Regions from separate parts of the Bombyx mori genome. Here region 1 is linked to region 2. The links are chromatin contacts, called in public Hi-C maps. All regions are on one chromosome and are shown on one strand. The core of a region is the stretch at or near the end of the contact, and the rest is flanking DNA. Distances in the headings are between cores, read along the strand shown.

What was found. Hi-C and Micro-C count contacts between places; a contact is called where the count stands out from the background.
Region 1: a Hi-C map of middle silk gland shows a contact between it and region 2, with 2.9 times the contacts expected there. The contact joins two enhancer-like sites. A contact is called at or near these places in 5 of 7 Hi-C or Micro-C datasets (middle silk gland, midgut, posterior silk gland and 1 more).

Annotation. Positions count from the first base shown.
Region 1 is chr21:9,472,948-9,475,784 of ASM3026992v2, forward strand. No RefSeq gene overlaps it. Among protein-coding and RNA genes, the nearest start is that of Gro, 14 kb to the left of the region's middle. Within about 2 kb of position 1,549, at least 7 of the 8 cell types and tissues checked have open chromatin away from gene starts, as enhancers often do.
Region 2 is chr21:9,425,291-9,428,294 of ASM3026992v2, forward strand. The region is part of intron 5 of Gro (groucho); the gene reads right to left. Among protein-coding and RNA genes, the nearest start is that of Gro, 33 kb to the right of the region's middle. Within about 2 kb of position 1,706, at least 5 of the 8 cell types and tissues checked have open chromatin away from gene starts, as enhancers often do.

The DNA of each region.
Region 1 (2,837 bases), core at 299-2,798, 48 kb after region 2:
ACTTGTAAATAATTCAGTATTTAAATAAACCACGCTGTATTACGTTACTGATTAGTAACAGTATGTCCTTTGCTGGTGTTGTCAATGTTACCACACTAAAGAGAATTCCTTAAATTAAACTTTCCTTTTTTTTTACGTAACCGTTAATATTAACAAAGACGATATTTGAAATTGTTAAAATTAAATCGCGTTATATCTGATATGCGTTATTCGATTGAATATTCATTATTGTATTGATTATTCGATATGAATATTCGCAAATGTTTTAAAAAACTTATAAAACAATCCTCGGCCTCGTTTGCCGAGTGGAACCTAACTGACGTAACGATATTCGACTCCCACCGAAGATTTAAGTATGTGTCCACTATTTTGTTAGTCGAATCGCTTATCGCCACATGGGCCGTGAACCGCTCGAAAAGGTCAAAATAGATTTTTCTAGCTACAATCTATCTACAGTACCTATCGACTATATTACATTGGTCCCTACTTAATTTTCAAACTACACGAATTTAACGGTTGCATTCAAATAAACGATACGTACTATCACAAAAATAAAAAATCTTATTTCAAATCTGTTTTTTTTTTTGTTTAACTTAAGAATAAGTACTCTTCATAGAAAATTTTAATCGAAAAGCTAAGGGTAAGTAATTAAAACGCTACATAATAAAATAAAATAAAACTACTTATTCATTCATTATTATTATTATTATTATATTATATATCTTTCTGGGGGCCGTCGTTATGGCAACATTTTCCGTGCGTGGGTATGACGAATCATTCGGTGCAATAACGTATTTGTTTACGAAGCACATCTGTTCTATGCTAATGTAACACGACTTGTACAATTGCGACGTCGACTACTTGAATTAGGTTATTGTTTTACGATTAGTACTAAGTACGTATCTCACTCATAATAATTAATTGAAACGGCGAAAAATCCTTCATGCCTAGAAGTGGGATTGGAGATATGCCTAGATTTAAGGGCGGAGTAGATATTAAGCAATTCAGACTCAACCTCACGTCTTGAGATAAGTCTCATTACTACGTGACCTATGATCTACATAGTAAGGAAATCTTATTTTCTCCCTAATCGTTGTAAGCCTAAGGGGCTATTTCAACTACGCGCGGACAGGTAGGTGAACTCACAGACTCAACCTAAGAGAATTGCTAACACTAGCCCTAACAAGAGCAGTACTTGACTAAATCTACCATCCGATCGGAATCGCGACCTACTGAGTAGATCCGGCGAGGAACTCAGTGGGTTCTATCTATGTGGTAGGTTACACGGCGAACTCTTCGTCGAAAAAGGACAGTGACCGGTGCTTGAAGAGCTTGAAAGCAACGAGAGCGGATCAAGTTGGAAGACATATTTTTGTTGCGGCTTTACCTTGCCCCGTCTAGGTCCGATATGTAATTAGCAGCCACGATAAGAGGGTTATCGTGTCGCGCCGCTTTATCAAAGTTCGAATACTATGTACCTCCGAGTGATGTAAACGGAGTGGCCAAGTTACACCGAACAAGTGCTGTGTGAACACAATGCGAGCTGCATGTGTGTGCGTGTGGGCTGACGGCGGCGCAACTGTGTCAATTGGAAGCAATTGTCGCCATCACTCATTGTACTCCCGACGACGTACGGAACCCGTGATGCTGGACAGGTTACATATTAAACACGGATCGAATGCATAGCTTTCGCCTTTTGCGGAAATCAAAACTAGTAGGTAGGGGTGTAAAACGTGATTTATGTCATAATATTTTTTTAAAGATTAATCTTTGTTAGCATAACAATAAAGTTCTTTATCATTTAAAATGGCCAGTAAAAATTTGATACTTTTTTATAGTTTAATTAAAAAAATTAGGTTATATAGAACAAGCTATGAAATTCACGAATACGTACCTAAGTCTTATCTACGAACCGCTTTTTGCAACGAATTTTGGCCCTAAATCTATAGATTTGTTTTAAGATCAAAAACTTTGTGGTCTAACCTACTGGAAATAAGATTTAAATTACATAGTAGGTAACAAGCTATAAAATTCCCAATATATGTATAAGTATCTACGAACCGCTTTTTCTAAAGAAATTCGGCCTTAAATCTATAGACTTTTTTAGATCGAAAACTTTGTAGCCTTATCTACTGGAAATAAGGTTTAAATTACTTAGTATAGGTACATTTCGTGTACCTACATAATAGGTGCACGTTGATGTTATAAATTAAATTAAATAAACATTTCCAATAATTGCAAAGTAAACATAAATTAATTTCAAGGAAACGAACGTACGTACTCAATAGTCCTAAAATAGTTTTCCCTGAAGTCCTACGGGTGTTTGTATTAACATTGCAACCGTGTTGCGGTCTCTTTGATAAATATTCAAATGTAATTAATTTGGATATTATTATAAAATTTTGTACTACAAATTCAATAACATATCTCATTAAATTAATAATCTTTAAGGAAAACTATTCGTGTAGGTAGGTAGGTATAGGAGCGAGAAATACGTTAATATATTTTTAATTAGAATAATGCAAGGACTTAGTTAATTATTTAACTTAATACAAATAAATAATTAATAAATATCGTCCTATTTTAGTATTTATTAACGAAAAATATTTACAAGTGACAACAGTTTAGATAATTAATACTTTTTAGGATCATTCCACAAAGTATCAAGTAATTACACGTGGAATAATAAGATTAGCTGTTCCACTAATCAAAGACATATTTAAATAGCTGAAATGTTAGATTTTGACATAGTTCGTAGGTACTACTTGTGTCGGCGTTATATCAAAGCTTTAAAACCAATTGGGTGAGATTCACAACTCATTAAGTCCCCTATGCTT
Region 2 (3,004 bases), core at 456-2,955:
GACATAAGCTAGGAAGAGGGTAGTTTATCGCGGCGGTTCGGAGCGAGGGTCGCACGCACCATTAGCCGGGAAGCCTTCGACTCAACATGCGATGCCAACACATGTTACACTTTCAGCGTAATTGCTTCTAATCGCACATTACGACTCCGCTCCCGTTTTATATAAAACAATGTACGATGCCAACCGATCTGCCGTTATGTTTGAAGGAAACAGATTCGTTGTTTTGCTTTGATACGAGTTTATCGATTCTTTGAAGTTATAAAAATACGATTCATAAATCTAATGCTTACGACAATAGAAACGTGGATCGTAAAACAAAATAAGACGATGAAAGAAATGCTCCGACGACATTCTATTCTTCTCATAATAATAGGTATATTTATGCTTACAATGTAATTCAATAGAAAAATGTTTAAGATGAAAGGAAAAATTCTCGGGCCGGATGAGCCGTAAACTGATTACATAATTTGATTGGAAGTGACGAAAGAGCGGCCCCTAACTCAGTCCGGGGCGTCGAAAAACAAGAAGCTTCAACTAAGCGACAGGGGAAAAGTTAATGCGGCTCTTGGTATAAGCGCGAGATACGGCGGCCTGCGATGCAATATTTATCACCGGCCGTGAACGTGCCCGGGAAGAAATGACAAATTCATGTTACTCGACGCGCCCCGGCCCCACGCCGCCCCGATTTATTCTCCTCGTAATTTTTATCAGAGGGCGCGAGACCCGACGTAAACTAGATAGAAATGTTTCACGACTCACTTGTTTATAAAGCGATCGACGGGGAAACAGATACGGGTATATTTACACGCGCGCACATGTTCGATTACCTATCTGTAAAGATAATGTTGTATAAACTTACATTTTACGCTTGTATTTCGCGCACTCGTATCGATGTTTTTACTTTCCAATTACTAAGAAAGTGTCTGAATGAGATTAATCGGAATCGGTCCGTGTATCCGCATGCGAGGTCGCACGTTCTTATCGATCAGTACGAGTTACGTGAATATTGTTTCAATGCGAACATTCGTGTATAGGTGAACACGAGAGGGAGTCGGTATCTGGAAGCTATTACCTTCTGAGGTCGGGCGCCACCCTCGGAATCGACGGCGCGGAATAAAATCAGAACGAGAAATGATTTACCCGCCGATATTGTTGCGATGACAACGTTTCATTCCCTTTCCTCCCCGTCGCATCGCTCCGTAGACAACTTTACGCACATTGCTCGAATACAATGGCATGATACTTCGCGTTATCTATCCCTCTCGAGTTTTCGACTCGCACTGCTTTAATGCGCTGTTAGTTCATCGAACCGAAACTTTATGTACTTTAGCGCCGAAGTTGGGTTATGATAATAATAATTTGTATTGTTTACTGATTTTAATTTATATTTCTTTTATAAGTATCGTTTATGAATATATAAAACGATATACAAAAATACTTAAGTGATTTTTAATAGATTGCCTAACTTTTCCCCAATTGACGAATGCTCTCTGTTCACAAATCGGCGACAAAATCGTCTCAAATCAGATGGAGACAGGAGTAGCAGCGCGGGCGGCCACTCTCAGGGGAGAGCCCCTTTGATCCCGAGCTGACCCGAAAATAAAAAAAGGTTCGTAATAAAAAAGGACCGACATACGGAAGGTGGCGCCGTTTTTTTTATTTAAATTAGAGTGTTTTATAGGGGGAGGTCGATATTACGTTTTGCCGGTGTCTCGAAGGCTGCTCAGTGAGCTATATCCGCACATGTGCGTAAATCCTCTCGGCTGAGGGCGACGGCCCTCTTAGTACTTTAGGTTGCGGAGTGTTTCCCGTTTTCCATATTATTCAGAAGGTATACTTAAGATTGATTCTGTCAATAAACCATGAAGACATGAAATTAGAGCTCAAATTATTGCATTGTAAAATCTATACTACTTAAAAACTAAAAAGATTTAAATATAAATTCAGAAAGAATATATTATGTCAAATGAATGGGACAAATAATTTTGATGCGGAGTCAATACAACGGAATGTGAAAACAGCAACATAGTAGATGGGACGGTGATCGAGTTGGCCGGCAGCCAGTTCTTCACGGTACTCGAGAGAGACTATAAGCCGCAGACAGATGAGCGACGAGTGACTTCCAACGCTTTATTTTTGTCCTCATTATCTTTAAAGTGATTTATTTTCGTCACCGGTACACACCTATTCACGGATTCCGAACGCGGTAACGTTAACACATCGCGAGAATAGGTCACACTAACAACTTGGCACCGGACTGCGAATGAGCCTATTGAAATAATGCTTGCAATGAAGTCCTCACGACACTTGCCGCATGAAAAATACAATTAGAGTATTGTGAAATGATTTAGAGAAACGCAATTCGAGGACGAATCATTTTTCGTTGTCGGTTTGAGTATCGTTTGTGAGATAGAAAATGAGTGAAGTCACACAATAAATGCGTAGAGATTGATGCGAACTGATATGTTTTTCAGCCACGCTCATTTCAAAAAAAAAACGATTCGAATTATACAAACACGTTAATTCGTGGCGAACGTGCCAGACTGTAGAATAATAAAATAATTTTCTATAATGGTCGTAGTTTGTAGCAATTTTATCGATAGTTCGTCTTTGGCTGGAAGCCAACCGACCCGTCTTGAGCGGCTTAGATCGTTTAATTAACGACCGTCGAACTTGCGACCTGTTGAAAGCCGCGCTTTTAGAGAATCAACTCACTTTACACGTACCACTGCTCGTTTCGTATAAGTATTTTCATTTTAAATTCGTTTAACGAAGCGATATTAACGATGTCACCAATTAAATATATATATTTTTATGCCGATCATTCTTTATCTTGACATCGTACGTCAGAAGAAGCGACAGCTTGTAGCAAACAAATTTGTTTAAATTATGTAGGTACCTACATTATTTCGAAACTATCCGTAATGGTGTTATTCGAATATAAAAGAATGTTATAGGTTAGGCACGTGTATTGCATAGTTGTGTTTGTTGACGCTTGACTAAT